Regions from separate parts of the Mus musculus genome. Here all the other regions are linked to region 4. A link is a contact called in public Hi-C and HiChIP or PLAC-seq data. All regions are on one chromosome and are shown on one strand. Each heading gives the region's core, a stretch centred on a gene start, on an enhancer-like site or on the middle of the called end of the contact. The rest is flanking DNA. Distances are from core to core; before and after follow the strand shown. Region 1 overlaps Kcnn3 (potassium intermediate/small conductance calcium-activated channel, subfamily N, member 3). Region 2 has its middle 42 kb from the start of Adar. Region 3 overlaps Chrnb2 (cholinergic receptor, nicotinic, beta polypeptide 2 (neuronal)). Region 4 holds the start of Efna3 (ephrin A3).

Region 1 (4,688 bases), core at 998-3,497, 340 kb before region 4:
TGTGGGGAAGAGTTGGAATAGGCAGTTCAAGTTCACGCTAAAGCGTCACCCCTTCATTAAACCTGATCTTGGAGTTTAGTGATGGGGCCATGAACACGGGGGTAGCTGGCAGGATTAGACTTGTCAGGAACCCGAGAAAGCAAACGGTTGTTTCCATGAATGCTTCCCGTGTCACTCTCAGTGCCTGACTGTCTCAAGTCACTCCCCTGCTCCCCTGCTGTTTGGGATGTTCTCTCTCCTCCAATGTCTGCTTCCTGACCAGCCAGGTTCAAAGTTCAAGTCTTTGAGTCAAAACAACAGTCAGTCTGTCTGTCTTTCTTTCTTCTTTCTTTCTTTCCTTTCTTTCTTTCTTTCTTTCTTTCTTTCTTTCTTTCTTTCTTTCTTTCTTTCTTTCTTTCTTTCCTTCCTTCCTCCCTCCCTCCCTCCTTCCCTCCCTCCCTCTCTATCTCTCTTTCTCTCTCTTCTTTCTCTCTCTCTCTCTTTCTTTCTTTCTTTCTTTCTTTCTTTCTTTCTTACTTTCTTTCTTTCTTAATTTCTTTCTTTTTTTCTTTCTTTGCTTCTCTGCCCTATTTATTTTATTTGCTTATGTATTTATTTGGGGGTGGGCAGGGTCTCACCTGACCTCAACCTGAATTTGTAGCCCAGGATGGCATTCAACTCAGAGGGATGCTCTTGCTTCAGCCTCTTGAGTTTGAGGCTTACAATCCTGAACCACCGTATTCAGCTCTGTACTATACTTAAAACATTGTATTCCTCTATCATAGTGGTAGTATGCATATGTGTACAAGCACATGTGTGAAGGCATGTGGGTCTGTATGCATGTGTTTGTTTCTATGACTTTGTATGTGTGTCTATGCAGGTATATATGTGTCTGTATATGTGTGTGACTATATCTTTAAATATGTGTTTCTGTGTGTGCCTCTGTGTGTGTGTCTGTGTATCTGTGTGTGTGTGTCTGTGAATATGTCTGTGTGCATGTGCCTGTACATGCGTCTGTGTCTCTCTGTGTGACCATATGTGTTCATGCATGTATGTGTGTGTCCATATATGTCTGTGCATGTGTCTGTGTGTGTGTGTGTGTCATTGTGTATATGTGCATATGTATGTGTGTCTTTCTGTGTGTGTATCCATGTATGTCTCTGCCTGGGTATATGTGTCCATGTATGGTGACCATACATGTGTATGCATCTCTTTGTGTGTGTCCATGTGTGTTTGTGCATATGTGTGTGTGTGTGCATCTGGGTAGCATGAATGCCTTTAGGTCCTTGCTCTGATATCTGCCTCCCACAGCAGCCTGCCCACTGCCTCACAGTGAGTCAAAGGCTAGCCTGGACTGGGTGCTTTTTGAGTAGAGCAGAGTCGATTTCTCCTGCATCTCCCTGGTTTGGGGAGGCGCAACAGAGCTGTGACATCCTGCATTCAGTTTGACCAAACAGTACACTGCTCTGGTTCTCCGATACTCACTGGTGGATAGCTTGGAGGAACTTCCTCTGGTGTTTCCTGACTTTGGCATGGTCAATCTTCTTTAGCAGCTTTGTATGTTTATAGATTAGCCACGTTTCCCGGAGGACATTGGCGGCGGCATTCTTGATCTGAGGGAAAGGTAACAAGCAGCTGTTGGGTTAATTTTTGGGTTCACACAATATGTTTTTTCCTTGCATGTGTGGCTACCATCTACTTCCTGAGAAAATGGTTCTTCAGAGATGTACTTTCTTAATCAAGATCAGGAAACTCTTAGAAAAGATGATTAAAACACATTTTTTATTAATCTTGTATCTGAGGCCTAGACTGGAGCTTCGAGCCGAGAGGCACTTCTCCTCCTTCTTAATGGTTTCATTGCTGCCTCTCGGCTGCCGCTGATGATGCTATATTTAGACAGGCTGCTTAGCAAGCTCTTGAAGTCTGGGGTACAGTTTGGATCAATAAATACATGCTGTCAATGCCCTCATAATCAGGGTACCACACTTTACTTGAAAGTAATAGGTTTCCTACCAAGTGGAGATTTTAAAAGGTGTCTTTGAGAAAGTGTCTTTCTTACAAACTGCAATGACAGGTACCAACAAGACCACTGTTCCTTTCCTAACTGGCCAAAAATTATGCGTTGCGATTTCACATGTAAATGTAATTGGCACAAAACTGAAATCATCTCAGTGGTGTCTGAGATCAGGGAAGATGCTTAGGTGTGACAGCACAGCTGCCTCCTTCCCGGGGCTGGCTTCCCCAGGCACGGTAGTCACACGGCTCCATACACAACTCTTGTCATCTGTTGACATGGAAACCACTGATATCATCCAGCTCATGACTGAGCTGAGACGTATCAATGGCATCCAGATGGCAGGGGACAAAGTTTTAATCCAAACACAGACATCTTCAGCAATTACTAGCGAGAACAAGAGAAAATACTCCTTATTAAGCACAAGCTAAATGTATTTCTGATTAATGGTCTCCATTTCTGTCAGCTATACACACTGGCACAGGACCCCAGGCCCAGGGCATGGAAGTGAGGAGACCAGACTAGAAGAGATCAAGTGACTTGCCAGATAGGATTTTAATAAAATCAGAGACTACAAATCAGCTTCTGAGACTGACACCAACAGATGGGGCGTTGCTAACATGCTGAGACACGTGGGAAGGCCTAAGAAACACTGCTTTGCAGACTGATAACTTGTATGTATTTCAAAATCTATTACTAAAGCTGGGCTGTATTCTTCATTGGCGTCGATGTGATGTTTTTAAAAGAACATCTAAGTCTTTTCAGAAATGTCTAAGTGACATAAATATTACTTTTTTGTTGTTGTTCAGGAAAAAATCTACTGTGAAATGGTTTTAAGTGGTTACATTGGCCACTCTGCCACTTTCTTGTTTGACAGGGAGCAGGTGGCAGTAAGACGAGGCTGGAGGTAGCCAGTGTCTGGCTACCAAGGGAGGGCAAGCAGATGATGGGCTCTGGGCCTTGGATCTGGTTAGCTAAGTAGGTGGTGGGGAAGGGAGGGCTTTCTCTCAGCAGAATGCTGCTGTTGTCCCTTAAGGGGGTGGGCAATTTGATGTAGGACCTCTTCAGTTTCTGTGGCTGCTCGGCCTTCAAGGGAAGCCTTAAAGACAAGCAGGAGAGGGCAAAGTCTGCCCAAGTGGTTTCAAGGACGGGTAGAGCCCTAGCTATACAGTCCCTTCTTAGGAGTGTGGATAGTGCCACAGAATAGCCAAACTGACAAACCTTTGACAATGCTCTCTGTGTCTTGCTAACAAACATTTGAAATGAGGAAGCCTATAGGCTGTATGCATCATTAAGCAGTTTAGAAGCAAATGCTTAATTATCTTTAATGTGAATGGAAGACATTTTAGGCTAATGCACACACAAACATGCACACACATATGCAGGCACAGGCATATTCACGTGCATATATGCACACACACTATACACACATGCTCAGGTACACAAACACATGCACACAGGCATACAAGCTCATGTACACACATACATGTAAACACAAATACATGCTCAGACACACACACATGCACACACTAAGGCACATACACTCAGGCACACACACTCAGGTACACATACGAATACATACATACATACATACATACATACATACATACATACATACATGCTCAGGCATGCACACATGCACACAAATGCATACATGGGCACAAGCTTGGGTACACATACATACACACATGTACATGCTTGGGCACATACATAGACACACACATTTGTGAGGCACAGCTGATGTGTGGAGGGAATAGCTGGTTTTAGCAAGGCTCCCCCATCCAGGTCTGGCTGACAGCCTCACAAACCCACTATCATGTCGGGCTAACATCATTTTGGTTTTTCATAGCCTCAGCCCATCAGCTTGCCAATAGCAAACAGTCAGTGTGGATTTGAGCACTATATAAATTTTAAAGTATCAGACAGATATTGGTTATTATTATCCCCACTTAAAATAGAAGAAAACAGTTTCAGAAAGAGGATAAAAGGCCAGACTCATACAGAGAGCTAATGGCTAAGTCTAAGCAAGAGTCAGGTCCAAGAGGTGCAAACAATTCCCACATGGTCTGAAGGAAGACAGGTCTGGATCACATCTGAACAAACAGAATCATTTCCTCTTTCCCAGGATCAAGGAATTGAGAAGGACATTGGTTTGGTTTTTGTCTTTCTTTTTTAAGGCATCTGGCCCTCATTCAGCAACATGACAGAATACAGACTTCAAGTCTTGCCTTCAGCCAGCCTAAATGAAAGATCCTGAAGTCATGGTTTGGCCAGGGAGCAGAGCGGAATCACATCATCTTTATGGGTTTGAGAGGGAGGCCCCTGAGCATTCGGGAAAATAATGGTAAACTCAAGCCCTTGCACTGACTGAAATTAATTGCTAGCAAACGGCCTGGCACAAAGCTAAGTTGATCGATATCTGCAACAGAAAAAGCAATAGACTTTTAACTGCACTTGGCTCTCTTGAGTTTCCCTCCATCTCACCTGGTGCCAGGCTCTGAGCATGGTTGAAAAGACAGCACCATTTCAGCCCCTCTTGGGGCCTGCTCAGCCTCCACAGTGTGAGACACCCTTCCCTGATGAAGGCTTAGCTACCTTCTGAGCTCTCCTGATGAACAAAGATACCACACCTAAAAGATGTTCCCAGGATGCAGGGTTGGGAGGGTCAGGGCTTGAGAGGGAAGCAGCGAACTGG
Region 2 (4,327 bases), core at 355-2,854, 370 kb before region 4:
GGTTTCTCTGTATAGCACTGGCTGTCCTGGAACTCACTCTGTAGACCAGGCTGGCCTCGAACTCAGAAATCCACCTGCCTCTGCCTCCCAAGTGCTGGGATTACAGGCGTGCGTCACCACTGCCTGGCTGGACTTTAACTTTCTGAGGCTGCAAGCCAAATTAAAAGGTTTCTTAATAGGTTGCCTTGGTCTTTGTGTGTTATCACAGCAAGAGAAAAGTAACTAAGACACATGTAAAGTTCATACATTGGAAACAGCAGCAGGCGTGGCCACCATGCCCAGTTATGTGTTTGTGTGTGTGCGCTGTGTGTGTGTTGAATAGATAAATGTCACATGTATAGACAGGTGTACTCACATGTAATGCCCAGAAGTTGACATCTGGATAATTTCTCCAAACACTTCTGGGCCTCTATTTATCAATTTGGGGGCAGTCTCTCACTGAACTTTGCCATTTTGGATAGAATGGCCATCAAACCCCCAGGATCTGCCTGTTTCTAACTCCCAAATCTACATCACAGGCAGCATAACCAGACCTGGCTTTTATTTGGATGCTGGAGATTTGAACTCAGGCTTGTGCAATAAACATTTTACCCATTGAGCCAACTCCTTGACTCCTGGCTTAAAATATCCTATTCTTCATCAAGATTTCTATTTTATCTGCATCTATTTAGGTTCATATTTCTTATTTTATTCAGTGAGTTTTATTATGTTACTGTATTATTTGTTTTGATGTTTTAATTGAAGATTTGTCCCTGAGAAAGCCTCCACACTAGCCTCCCTCTTCACACACACACACACACACACACACACACACACACACACACACACCTTCAGTTCTACAAAGGGACACTTTATTCTACAAGCTAGAAGTATTCCCTATATCTTTCTGACGTGCTCCAATTATTAACCAATGTCTAAAAACCTTTATGAAAGGCTGAATTAGCTGTATATAGAATTTGGCTAATTGCATTTGCTCAGAGTGGTATTTTCTGTTAAAGCGAAGTATCCTGAGAGAATGTTAAATCACAAGGCAGGAGAGGATATAAATGAAAATGCTGATTTATCAATGGGAGCTCTTGGAGTGTCTGGTCTATCAGGAGAAATGAAGCCATCCCATGTTTTCCCCTCTAGGAGATTATAATTAGAAGCTGAGCCTTTGCACAGCATTTTAAAGTTACTCTTAATTTTCAGCTTCTCATTAAAATGTATATTTGTTGTCTGGGAAGACTTATTAATAGTTCTGCAAACTCTCTGCTGCTTGTTAGGAACAGATTGTATATGTAAATAGGCTTTTCAGGCGCTTGAGAGCAAACACCTCCCTCGTCGGGGCTGTACACTTGGAGAATACTAACCAGGGGGCATTGTGCAGCGCCGGTCCCTCCGGGGGCATCGTGCAGCGCCCGTTCCTCCGGAGGCATCGAGCAGCGCCGGTCCCTCCGGGGGCATCGTGCAGCACCCGTTCCTCCAGTTCTTTGCCAGCACCTTGAGGGCGGCTCCTTCAGCAGCATCACCTCTAAATCTGCCTGAAGCCATCAGGGACGACTGCTCCTAGAAACCCAGGAAATGCTGGCTTGGGTGGAGCCCGTGGTCCCGCAGGCACTTCCCTTCTGTCCACCGGATGGCAGCATTGAGTCAGGGCTGCAGCCTGGCAAGGACTGGCTCTGGGAAGATAGAAAGACCAGGTTTCTTCCTGAGAGAACCAGGTTCCTGTGTTCTCCTAGGCAAGCCTCTAAAACCACATAGAGTGAGGTTTGCCCACCCCACCTTCGCTGCGCCGGGTAAACAATGACAGCATTGTGGTGTATTCGGTGTCGATTTCCTTGAGAATCCGAGGATACATCTCAGATAGGCTTTCAAGGTTCAGACTTAGAAGGTGCAATTGGGCAAGCAGGCTGAATTCCCTAGCTCAGTTCATGTAGAAGCCATTGAATGTAAAGGATTAATGGCGTTATTTAATGAGAGGCTAGGGGTACTTCTCAGGAAGAGAATGCCTGCCAAGCATTGCAAAAGCAAGACATACCCTACAAACACTCAGGAGAATAGAAGAAAAAACTGTTGGGTGTCTGTCTGCTTTGCCTTTACCCTAAGCCTAACCGTGAGCTAGCATCAGAACTTCATGGAAGGACTCCTTAAAGCACAGATTGCTGGCTCCATCCCCAAAGCTCTTCACTCAGTAGACTTAGGCTAGGGTCAGCTTATTAGCATTTTAACAAGTTTTCTGGTGATGTTGATGCAGCTGGACCAGGGAATTGGTCCATTTAATCACATTTAATCCTCAGCAGCCCTTTGATATAAGCATTGTCCTTTTGCAGATAAGAAGCAAAAATACTTGAGGCTAGGGATGTAGTCTAATGGAAGAGCTAGACAAATTCCCTTCACAGGCTAAAATATGTGCCTTGTTGGTCTGACTCCCAAAACCTCCCTCCGTGTACTGCACATGTACTTTGGCGGTTCCTCTGAGTGCCATGGTTTCCAAACACATAAACATGGGACAGATATCGGTTCTGACAGTTGGAGACTTTAAGAGTTTAGCACTTTATCTTTGGAGTCGCTCAGGGTGAAAGCTACGAAGGTGCCGAGCAGGCGTGGCAGACTTGCTTCTGTGTGCAGGATGCAGCTGTTTGCGCTGTCTACTGAAATGTCTTTGGAAATGAAGTGTTGATACTGTTCAGTATTTCGGCCCCCAAACCCTAACCGTGGATCTGGAAGACGGTGTGAAAATGAGGCAGAAGGAAGAAACTACAGAATCTGTGAGCTTACCCATGGAGGGGACACAGTTTGCCTGTGGAAATGAGCAACTAAAATTGGGTGGCCTTTCCCTAGCGGGGATTTGACATAATAATGACTCTTCCACAGAGCCCTGTGTCATCTGGGCTGGACTGAGCAGAGGCTCAGTGTTTGCTCTCCAGGTGACTGATGCTTTCTTCCATCAATTCCCCAACTCTAGATCCACAATCAAACCTGAGCTCTCAGAGGCAATATTTGGAAATAGTATTTGTGAAGACAGGGTGGGGGTGGGAAAAAGACATGGAAAATAGAATGGAGGGGGAGGTGGAAAGAGGGATGGAGGGAAGGAGGGAGGGAGGGATGAATGGAGGGAGGGAGAGAAAGAGGGAGGAAGGGAGGGAAGGCAGGCAAAGGCAACTTTTAAAAGGGCTTATTTTGGCTCTGAATTCCAAGAGGACACAGTCCATGGTGACAGCAAAGTGTGGCAAAAGGAGCATCAGGAAACGGCCACAGTGCATCTATAGTCAGAAAGTGTGAACCAGGAAGAGCCATGGATCCTGGTTTGAGCAGGTAACAGCACAGTACATCTTGATGGGGGGTGGGGGGAGGGGCGAGGGCCAGGATGCAGGGACGCCTGTTCATCCCATGGTAAACTTGTTCTTCCTTGCTTAGGGTGAGCGTGCTCATCTCACTTTCTCCTTCTTTGGGACCCTACCCAGGAGATGACGACATCCACATTGAAGGCGAGACTTTCCACCTCAACGAACCAGAATCTAAACATTCCCTCACAGACATGTCCAGAGATCAGTTTTCATGGTGATCCTAAATCCTACCAAGTTGATGACAAGACTGGCATCACAGTGTCCAAACACCTGGAAGAGAGAAGTGTCTACCCGGCAGGGATTGAGAATAAAGCATATGGCCGGGTGTGGTGGCGCATGCCTTTAATCCCAGCACTCGGGAGGCAGAGGCAAGCGGATTTCTGAGTTCGAGGGCAGCTTGGTCTACAAAGTGAGTTCCAGGATAGCCAGGGCTATACAGAGAAACCCTGTCTCGAAAAACCAAGAGAGAGAGAGAGAGAGAGAGAGAGAGAGAGAGAGAGAGAGAGAGAGAAGGGGAGGGGAGGGGAGGGGAGGGGAGGGGAGGGGAGGGGAGGGGAGGGGAGGGGAGGGGAGGGGAGGGGAGGGGAGAGGAGAGGAGAGGAGAGGAGAGGAGAGGAGAGAAGAGAAGAGAAGAGAAAAGAGAGAGAATAAGGCGAATAAGGCGTGTGGAGATTGTGCTCCGCTCTGCTCCAGGGAGCCTGGACCTGAAGGGCACCACTTAGCCCCGCCCACTCCCACCCTCCATCACCTCCCCCTCCAGCTCCAGCTCATTGGGAGGTCGAGGGCAAAGCCTGGGATTTCTAGTCCCTTTACCCTCCCTCATACTGTGTACTTGCCAGAGCTTCCAGGAGGGGAAGTGGGTAGGACTTTCGAGAGGATAATGTGATAAGAGAAGGACAAGAAACTGTAAAGATTGCATCAGGCGTGTGGCTGGTTTTGAGTCACACCTACAGAAGAGCTGAGATAATGCAGACAAAGTGAAGGGTCATGTTGACTCA
Region 3 (4,336 bases), core at 1,133-3,632, 440 kb before region 4:
GATCCTCCCAGCTACTTAGATTGCTGGGGTAAGAATATTAAAGACTGACAGTTCTCAGTGCCTAGCTTGATCAAAGAGTGAGAACTTCTGGAAGCCTGGGTGGCGACATAGAACTTATATGGTCCTAGTTTCACCTAGATTCTGTTCTGCTCCCCTCAATGAATCTTCTCCCCTGTAAGGCACAAAACTGTCAACTGATGGCTTTTGTCCACACCCTTTCATTCCTTGAGGCTCCTTGCCCTGGCCTCTCCAGCTCCCTCACCTGTTTACCCTCATGTGGACTATCAGCTTATATGATGTGGAACAAGTAGCAGATGTGTCCCCCCTGCCCCCAATCATTCTCTTCAACCACTGAATGGATTCACAAGCCTCCTGAACAGGAGGAGACCCATTCTTACCACCAACCTGTGAATATTCCCACCCCTATCTCCATTTCTGGGCAATCTCCATGTATTAGATGATCACTTCCAGCCAGGTCCTTCTTGCTGGGTTGATGAGTGGGATGCAGACTCTCAAGCCAGGCCTGACTGCCCCATTCCTTGACAGTGCTGACGGCATGTACGAAGTCTCCTTCTATTCCAATGCTGTGGTCTCCTATGATGGCAGCATCTTTTGGCTACCGCCTGCCATCTACAAGAGCGCATGCAAGATTGAGGTGAAGCACTTCCCATTTGACCAGCAGAACTGCACCATGAAGTTCCGCTCCTGGACCTACGACCGCACTGAGATTGACCTGGTGCTCAAAAGCGATGTGGCCAGCCTGGACGACTTCACACCTAGTGGGGAGTGGGACATCATCGCACTGCCAGGCCGACGCAACGAGAACCCAGACGACTCCACCTACGTGGACATCACCTACGACTTCATCATTCGTCGCAAACCGCTCTTCTACACCATCAACCTCATCATCCCCTGCGTACTCATCACCTCGCTGGCCATCCTGGTCTTCTACCTGCCCTCAGACTGTGGTGAAAAGATGACACTTTGTATTTCTGTGCTGCTGGCGCTCACGGTGTTCCTGCTGCTCATCTCCAAGATTGTGCCTCCCACCTCCCTCGACGTACCGCTGGTGGGAAAGTACCTCATGTTCACCATGGTGCTAGTCACCTTCTCCATCGTCACTAGCGTGTGTGTGCTCAATGTGCACCACCGTTCGCCTACCACGCACACCATGGCGCCCTGGGTCAAGGTGGTCTTCCTGGAGAAGCTGCCCACCCTCCTCTTCCTGCAGCAGCCACGCCACCGCTGTGCACGTCAACGCCTGCGCTTGCGAAGGCGCCAGCGGGAACGTGAGGGGGCAGGCACACTATTCTTCCGCGAAGGTCCTGCAGCTGACCCATGTACCTGCTTTGTCAATCCTGCATCAATGCAGGGCTTGGCTGGGGCTTTCCAGGCTGAGCCCGCTGCAGCCGGTCTGGGGCGCTCGATGGGCCCATGCAGCTGTGGCCTCCGGGAAGCTGTGGACGGTGTACGCTTCATTGCGGACCATATGCGAAGTGAAGATGATGACCAGAGTGTGAGTACCAAGGGTGAGATAGGCATGTCGGGAGCAGAAACCCCTGTGTGCGGGGAGTAGGTGTCACTTAGGGTCACAAAGCAAGGGTACAAGGGAGGGGCAACGTGATTGAGGACTCAGCAGGGTAGGCTTCCAGATTGGCTTGCCGGTGTTGGTGTCTGTACCAGATGACCTTGTAGCTCCCAGAGGACTAGTATTCAGGGTGAGATGTGTCAGCTAAGGCATCATTAGTGTGAGAGAGGTGACTAGGAACTTTAGGGCAGGGAGAAGTTCTTTTGGGCCCGAGGGTGTCACATGGACACTTCCAAGTTGTTAATGCGCTGCTGCTCTTAGTGCAAATGGAGATGAGTCCTTGCGGACCACAGAGCGGGCAACTGGGATGATGATGGACGGGGAAAGGAAAGTTTAGAGGTTCCATGGGGCTGGTCCCAGCAGAGAAAGCAAATAAAATCAATAGCCCGTTTCTACTGTCCTGGGCCTTGAAAAGAGTCTAATGAAATATTTATAGAAATGGGGTGGATAGAGGCCAGGGCTCTCCAGATGGTCTCACCCTCTTCTGCACCCCCAGCTTCTGGCCTTTCCTGCCGTCTCCCCAGAAGGAGATTCCTTGAGACTAAGCCAGGAGTTGAGGGAAGGTGCGATGGGTTAACATCCTGCCCCCCATTTTGGGTACCATCTGGCCTTCCCTGAGATCAGTGTTCAGGTACCTGACTGGTTCTAAGCCAAGGCTCAGTTGTTGCCATAGTGACCAGCAAGGTTTCCTCTGGGACTCTGCCATTCCAGCTGGGGAAGGATAAAGGGCAGGCACTGTGGTTTATGTTGGGAGCTGAGTTCAGACATCTTCTCCCTCCCTCCTCCCCCCGACTGCAGACAAGCATGGGAGAGGGAGAGAGGCTGAGACTGGAGATGAAGGAGCCAAGGCTAACTGGGTGCAGGGCTCAGCAGCCGCTGCATCTCTGGCCTCCACCTCCGCTGCAGTCCATCATGTAGCCTGCATTTCAAGTCAGGCGCTGAAGGTGCAGTGACCTACTTGGATGCCTCAGAGGCATCTAGACCTCAACACGCCCAAACCCAAGTGCGTGCTCTACACCCCCAACCTGGCCCTAACTTGCCCCTAGTTTCCCTGTCTTGCTGGAAATGGCATTCCCTGGGCTAAGCAGTTCACACTGAAACCTGGTGATGCCTTTGCTCTCTCTCCCTTAGTGCTCACCACTGATGTTTTCAGAAGTCCTGTCCTGGGAGCACCACCTCCAAGGTGATTCCCTGCTTTGTCCTTTTTCTGTCACTTTCATGCTAACACCCTGGTCCTTGAGCTCCTGTCAACTCTTGTGTGGACCAAGGGAGAATCTCCCAACTGCCTCCCTGTTCAGCTTCCTATGCGCAGTTAAATAACCCACACCCCCAGGCTGGTGACTTGCTCCCTTGCTTGGGTCACCAGCTTGTCACTCAGTTGTCTCTAGCAAGCCAAGCTCTTTCCTGCCCTCGAGCCTTTGCATCTGGGTCCCTCCACGAGAACAGTCTTTGTTTTAGTTATTCTTCTCATTGTTGTGACAAAATTCTCTTGAGGAAAGCAGATGTAGGGACTGCAGGCTTTGTTTGGCCTTGCAGTTTGAGATTACAGCCCAAGGCGGGGAAGGTGGTAGCAGGAGCCTGCAGGTCCTGTTTCAGTCTGGAAGCAGGGAGAGGGGAATTCTGAGATCAACAAACTTTTCCATTTCTCCTTCTGCCTGGGACCCTAGCCCATGCAATGAGTGCTGCCTGCCTCAATTAATCCAATCTAGAAAGATTCCCCATAGACGTTTGTTCCCATGATGATGCTAATCTCATCAAGCTGATGATATTACTCTTTCCTCACCCCCCCCCCCGCCCCCAAAACAAAACCAAAACCCTGTTACTGTTATTATTTGGCCCTGTTCTTTAAAAGTAATCATGTAACCTTGACTCCCAAACACTTGGATGTGTCTCTTCTTAAGACCAGAGATGCTCTCCTGGTGATACAGGGTGAGCATGTGAAAGGCCCCAAGTTCCAACTGCTATCAACAACCAAAGTAGCAATGAAGTGCCCGGCTTCAAAGACCCAATTCTGGAAACAGAACAGCATCAATACTTTTAGCACTGTACAGTGCACATTCAAGCTTTCCCGACTGTCTCAGTAGCATCCTTCCTAGGAGCATCATTAGACCTAGGAGCCCAAGGTGCATTGTGTTGCCAAGCCTCATTGCTTCACTTCCTTGGCTTTCTTTGCCTTTCTTGGGACAGTTTAAAGGGGCAGGGCTGGGATGCTGTTCTGCTGGGTTTGCCTGACCATGACTTCAGTGTGGATCTGGAACAGGGCTTCCTTCCTACCCAGCAGAGCTTGCTGTAAGCGTCATCTCCTAGAAGAGGCTTTTCCAGGCCCATCCCATCTTCCTTCTGTTTCTCCATCCTAGTCTTCCATCCCCTCTCACTGTATGATCTCTGAGAGGTTTATTGTCTCTGTCTCCTTGAAGATACTCAAAACCATAGGGTTCTTCACTTGGTTGTGTCTCCGAGCCTTGCAGGATGCCAGGTCTGTGGCAGGCCCAACTGTGACTTCAGTGAGTGACTGTTTGGCTGCCAGCTACATGAATTGCACAGTTGCTGGCTCCCTATCTTGTGTCCTGTGATCTGGCTGGGGCCCAGATAAACACATACAAAAAGACAGGACTCAGTCTGGAAGAGAAGCTGGCTTTTCCTGTGACCCTGTAGATGGTTCTCAAACCCCACGGATATCATTACCTTTTGGACTGATGTTTTAACACTTGGGCACCACTTGCACCTTCTGGGTTCTGTGTAGGAGTG
Region 4 (4,651 bases), core at 2,111-4,610:
TTCTTACCTACTGAGCCATCTCTTCAGTCCCTAACTACACTTTTAAAGAATGAAACAAAAGACGGTCATAAGGACACGTCCCTTACAGCAGTGGTCAGTATTGCTTTGTGAAACTGCCTATGTCCCATGTCACAGTACTGTAGATATGTGTGTACATACGTACTGGCTGGCAGCACCAGACAGATAATCTATTCCTACCGCAGGTCAGTCAAGAGTGACTGGAGTCACAGATAGAGATAAAGGTGTACTCCCCACTGACAGAGGACTCCTCCTGCCACACATCAGGCCCTAGGCACAAAGAGCAACTCATCCCACTCACAGAAAGACCGAGTCCTTCAAGAATTCCAGTCCCGAAGGGCAGTGGTGGCGCACGCCTTTAATCCCAGTACTTGGGAGGCAGAGGTAGGTGGATTTCTGAGTTCAAGACCAGCCTGGTCTACAGAGTGAGTTGCAGGACAGCCAGGGCTACACAGAGAAACCCTGTCTCGAAAAACCAAAATCCCAGCACTGGAGGCAGACGCAAGTGTTTGAGGCTAACCTGGTCTAAATAATGAGTTCCAGGACAGCCAACAATACATAGAGAGCCTCTGTCTCAAATAAGTAAGTTAGTAAATAAATACATAAATTCCCAGTCCCCTTGGGGCTTTTGAACAGCTGTAGCTAGGGATGCATATACTGCATGGTCTATACACAGAACTGCCTCATACCCTTGTGAAGTTTGTACTTGGCACAAAAAAAGTTACAACATACACAAAAAGAAGCTGGCATTAGCATTAGCTCACACTCCCTTACTAAGATGGGGAGACACATAAGCCCACTTCCCACCAAAGGAAGTTGCACGTTTTTTGTTTGCTTTTTTTTTTTTTTGTACAAAGTACCACTTGCCAAGAGTGCACTCTAGAGACAGAATCTTCATAGAGGGGCCCAAATCAGTCAGCTAACACTTCCATGGAAGAAGCCTGAATACCAGAGGATCAGATCCCACAGACACAGGCCCCACAGAGTGTTCAAAGTCGGATTTTGGCCAGAGAAAAAAAAGATGGTCTTAAACCCAGGGTTAAACAAAGAGGGTCCCAGGAAAACAAGGGAAACAGTTCAAGGAAAACAGCCCCCCTTTAAAAAACTATTTATAATTATGTGTGGACCCCCCTTGTGTGTGTGTGTGTGTGTGTGTGTGTGTGAGTGAGTACAGGTACCTTTTGAAGGTGTAAGATCCACCAGAGCTAGAGTTACAGACAGTTGTGAACCATCTGGTGTGGGTCATGGGAAATGAACTTGGGTCCTCTTAGAAGAATAGAAAATGTTCTTAACCTGTGAGCCGCCTCTCCCGCTATGAAGCTCTATGGATGACTATTGGTCAGAGAGGGTGGAGTACAACATTCTAAAGAGAAATTTCTGGGCTCTAGAGAATGGGGCCCAAATCACACAAATCTTTAAATTAAAGCCAGGTTTTATTATTTGTGTATTTTTCCAGTTATGGGGATTGAACCTAGGCTCTCATACAAATGCCCTACCAATAAGTACATTCCCAGTTTGGAGCCCAGATTCTAGAAACAGAAATCTTAAGTTTTCAAAAAAAAAAAAAAAAAAAAGTTCTGGACCAGTCCAGCACCCTGCACTCGTATGCTTGTGGGCAGGCTACCCGGTGACGCTGCCTTACAGAGAGACGCTTACTTCTTTGAAGCAAAGGTATGGCACAGAGGGGCTGAGGCTGGGGCTGGGGCTGGGGCTGGGGCTGGGGCTGGGGCTGGAACTCCCAGGAGTAGGCAGTTAGCATTATTTGGGTGAAGCAAATCTCTTTGGGAATGAAGAGAGCTGTTTGCAAAGTCCCTCACTCCCATCTCAAAGGGCCTCATTTATTTTCTGGCTCCCAAGAAGAGAGAGAAGGTATCTCCCAGGAGTGGAGAGGTATCCCAGGAGGACAGCACCCACTCTTGCCTAGCAGCAGGGAGGCATGGTACCTACTGTGCATGCGGTGCCCTTCCCCCAAGGCAGGCGTGTGGTCAGGGCCTTGTACTGCCAAAGGTAACTGACTGAGGTGCTGCTATCTTTCCTACCTCTTGAAACACAACAAAACAGCAATGTGCCTGCCTCCCTGGGCACAGGTGCTGTGGGTTCTAAGAACCCAGTAAGGCCCGGTTCTGCTTTGTCTTTCAGTCTGGGCTTCTGGGAAAGAGACAAGATAAGGGGTGAATGCCTAGTAGATCTGTATTCTGGATCCCTCACAAAGAGGGTCAATCACATGGGAGAAGAGTGTGTCTGTATACGTCAGTGTCTCTGTCTAGGGGCCTATGTTTACACCAATTTCTACTCTATAGGCACCTTGTGTGCCTAGATTGGACTGTATGTCAAGTGTCCATTGCTCCTGTTTCTGGATATGGACACCTTTATTTTTTTTCTCTCCCATCGCTGTGTGCATGTCATCTTTGTGCCTGTATGTCCCTAAGAAGACAACTGCTGTGGCAAGTGCTGGAATATAAGGTGCCCTCTGTCCTTAGAGAAAGCATCTATGGAAGCAGGAATGAGCGTGCCTAAGGACATCACTGAGGGAATCGGAGGCAGTGAGGGGACCTCTGTGGGCTTTCCAAGAAGACTGCTCCATTCCTGCCTGGCTCCAACTCGCCTTGGCAACTCACCACCACCAAATACCTTTGCCCTGGATTACCATAGAAGGCTTAGGCTTTTTTTTTTTTTTTTGAGACGGGGCGGGGGGTGGGGGTGGGGGGACACGGTCTCGCTGCGTAGCCCTGCCTGGCCTGGTACTTGTTACACAGACCAATGTAGGTGCCCTCGAACTCACAGAGATCTGCCAGGCTCTGCTTCTAGAGTGTCAGGATTAAGGAAGTATAGCTACTGTGCCCAGCCCCCAGAAGGTGACACTCTGGGCTGAGGTGTTCTGGTTTGGCTTCAGGTGAGGGCCTTCAGGCAGCCAGCTGTTAGCTCTTGGTACCACCTGAAGGCTTCCCCATCTTGTGTCCATTTAACTCCTTGCACACATGGAAAGGGGTGGAGGAAGTAGAGGTCCGATATGGGTCTACTCTTGCTTATTCCAGACGTAGATCTTCGCTCAACGCCCCCACACTCTATGGAGAAAGGTGTGGACCTACACCAGATGTATGTCCAGGTCTTGGCTTCCAAATCCTTCTGTGAACTCCAAGCTTGGGGGACCTAAAGACGCAAACCTCTGCAGCAAATCACCTAGGAGAGAGGAGAGGCGCGTTGTTCCTAAAGGGGCTACACAGTATGGGTCGCCCACGCGCGGCGCGCTCTGGGCTCAAGTGGGGCGGAGCCCCGCGTGAGCGCGCCAGGGGCGGGGCTTCGGGGGCGCGCCCAGAAGGGCGGAGGGAAGGATTGTGGGCGTGACTAAGATTGGGGGCTGGCAGCGGCGGCAGCAGGGAGCTGGGAAGCTGAGAAGCCGGGAGTGCGGGGCTCAGTCGGGGGGCGGCGGCGGCGGCGGCTCCGGGGATGGCGGCGGCTCCGCTGCTGCTGCTGCTGCTGCTCGTGCCCGTGCCGCTGCTGCCGCTGCTGGCCCAGGGGCCTGGGGGCGCACTGGGAAACCGGCATGCGGTATACTGGAACAGCTCCAATCAGCAGTGAGTCGGGGACCCGGAGAACCCGTGCGTCCCGCGTCAGTGATGGGGGAGCTGGTGGGCCCGAGAAGTCCTAGGGGAACCTGGCAGCAGTCCTGGGAGACAGGCTTGGTACCGAGAGGCGAGGGAGAGGGGACGCACTATGTGGGCGTCTGTGAAACTCGGGGGTGTCTGAGAGAAGCTGTTGGGGCATAGTAAAGAGCGCTCTGGCCGTGCGGAGGAGGCTGTTGGGGGTCCCTAACCCCATCTTGGTTTCTCTCCACACTCGCCAATGGAATAGTGTTCTCTGTCCCGTAGTCTCCCCCACCATCCACGCTCCTTTTGGCTAGGTTGAAGTCTGTGAGTACCGGTGTGCTAGGGATAGGCCGCTGCGTTTGGGAGCTGAAGGATGACCTGTTTTCAGCCTGTAATGTTGATGGGGTTCTGCTTAAGACTCTTGGTTTTAAAAGTGGGGTTCGGCATTAAGGCAGGAACTCCGATTCTCCACCTCCTCAGGACGAAGGGTAAGGGGTTGCTCTGGTTGTGTGAATAAGCCCTGCTGGGGTGAGCCGGGCCAGGGTCGCGAAGTTGGGGGGCCCTAGGAACGCAGGGTACTGGTGAGAAGGAAGAAGGCAGAGATGTCGGCATGTCACACACACACACACACACACACACGCACACACACACACACACACACGCACTGAAGCTAGGGACGGCGTATGGCACTGAGTGTGAACGGGCGTGCGCGGCTGTCAGTGTGCGTGTGTCTGTGTGTGATTTGTGTGTCTGCGTCGGCGACCGTCTAGGGGTGGGAGCGGGCGGCGGATCGGGGAGGGGGCTGCGGTCGGTGTCCGCGTGGCCAGTCTTGTCTGGGCTGGGGTGGCTCTTGGCGCCGCCGCGGTCTGGGCGGGTGTCAGGGCGGCCGTGTGGTTTCCTCCGGTGTGTGGCGCGGCGGCTCGGTGCCGGCTGCCGGACCGGGCCATCATTCTGCACAGTCCTTGCTGCCCTTGTCTTCTCCCTGCCGAGCTGTCGTGTGTATCACTCTGGCCACCTCAGTGTATTGGTAGGGGGATCCCTGGGGA

Evidence for each region. A called contact is a pair of places that touch in the nucleus more often than the background predicts. HiChIP or PLAC-seq counts read pairs in DNA pulled down with a chosen protein or histone mark.
Region 1: an H3K4me3 HiChIP or PLAC-seq map of embryonic forebrain shows a contact between it and region 4, with 2.5 times the contacts expected there. The contact joins the enhancer-like site here to the promoter of Efna3 in region 4. A contact is called at or near these places in 1 of 39 promoter capture datasets (liver), 1 of 15 datasets of contacts at CTCF or cohesin (the NIH/3T3 cell line), 4 of 115 datasets of contacts at active chromatin or transcription factors (T-cell acute lymphoblastic leukemia, embryonic forebrain, embryonic stem cells and 1 more) and 2 of 9 other capture datasets (embryonic stem cells and pancreatic islet).
Region 2: a contact with region 4 is called in a Hi-C map of cerebellum, with 2.9 times the contacts expected there. The contact joins the enhancer-like site here to the promoter of Efna3 in region 4. A contact is called at or near these places in 10 of 39 promoter capture datasets (the 3T3-L1 cell line, 3T3-L1-derived adipocytes, the C10 cell line and 6 more), 1 of 15 datasets of contacts at CTCF or cohesin (embryonic stem cells), 12 of 484 Hi-C or Micro-C datasets (the C2C12 cell line, the G1E-ER4 cell line, brown adipocytes and 9 more) and 6 of 115 datasets of contacts at active chromatin or transcription factors (T-cell acute lymphoblastic leukemia, bone marrow-derived dendritic cells, embryonic forebrain and 3 more).
Region 3: a contact with region 4 is called in an H3K4me3 HiChIP or PLAC-seq map of embryonic hindbrain, with 6 times the contacts expected there. The contact joins the enhancer-like site here to the promoter of Efna3 in region 4. A contact is called at or near these places in 5 of 39 promoter capture datasets (cranial neural crest, embryonic stem cells, neural stem cells and 1 more), 1 of 15 datasets of contacts at CTCF or cohesin (large pre-B cells), 9 of 484 Hi-C or Micro-C datasets (the G1E-ER4 cell line, cardiomyocytes, cerebral cortex and 6 more), 9 of 115 datasets of contacts at active chromatin or transcription factors (craniofacial prominence, embryonic basal ganglia, embryonic forebrain and 6 more) and 2 of 9 other capture datasets (adipose tissue and embryonic stem cells).

The regions. Positions count from the first base shown.
Region 1 is chr3:89,658,025-89,662,712 of GRCm38.p6, reverse strand. It overlaps Kcnn3 (potassium intermediate/small conductance calcium-activated channel, subfamily N, member 3), which reads right to left. Exons shown (of 8, transcript NM_080466.2): 6 at 1,465-1,592. Among named protein-coding and RNA genes, the nearest start is that of Adar, 70 kb to the left of the region's middle. Within about 2 kb of position 2,247, at least 25 of the 459 cell types and tissues checked have an H3K27ac peak or open chromatin away from gene starts, as enhancers often do. A contact at or near this core is called in embryonic forebrain, where this site is marked.
Region 2 is chr3:89,686,153-89,690,479 of GRCm38.p6, reverse strand. No RefSeq gene overlaps it. Among named protein-coding and RNA genes, the nearest start is that of Adar, 42 kb to the left of the region's middle. Within about 2 kb of position 1,604, at least 62 of the 459 cell types and tissues checked have an H3K27ac peak or open chromatin away from gene starts, as enhancers often do. A contact at or near this core is called in cerebellum, cerebral cortex, embryonic forebrain and 3 more, where this site is marked.
Region 3 is chr3:89,757,852-89,762,187 of GRCm38.p6, reverse strand. Chrnb2 (cholinergic receptor, nicotinic, beta polypeptide 2 (neuronal)) reads left to right here. Exons shown (of 6, transcript NM_009602.4): 5 at 547-1,516. Among named protein-coding and RNA genes, the nearest start is that of Chrnb2, 4.6 kb to the left of the region's middle. Within about 2 kb of position 2,382, at least 11 of the 459 cell types and tissues checked have an H3K27ac peak or open chromatin away from gene starts, as enhancers often do.
Region 4 is chr3:89,321,648-89,326,298 of GRCm38.p6, reverse strand. Efna3 (ephrin A3) reads left to right here and starts at 3,360. Exons shown (of 5, transcript NM_010108.2): 1 at 3,360-3,593. The coding sequence starts at 3,466. It overlaps Gm34118 (a long non-coding RNA gene), which reads left to right. Exons shown (of 3, transcript XR_375829.3): 3 at 204-396.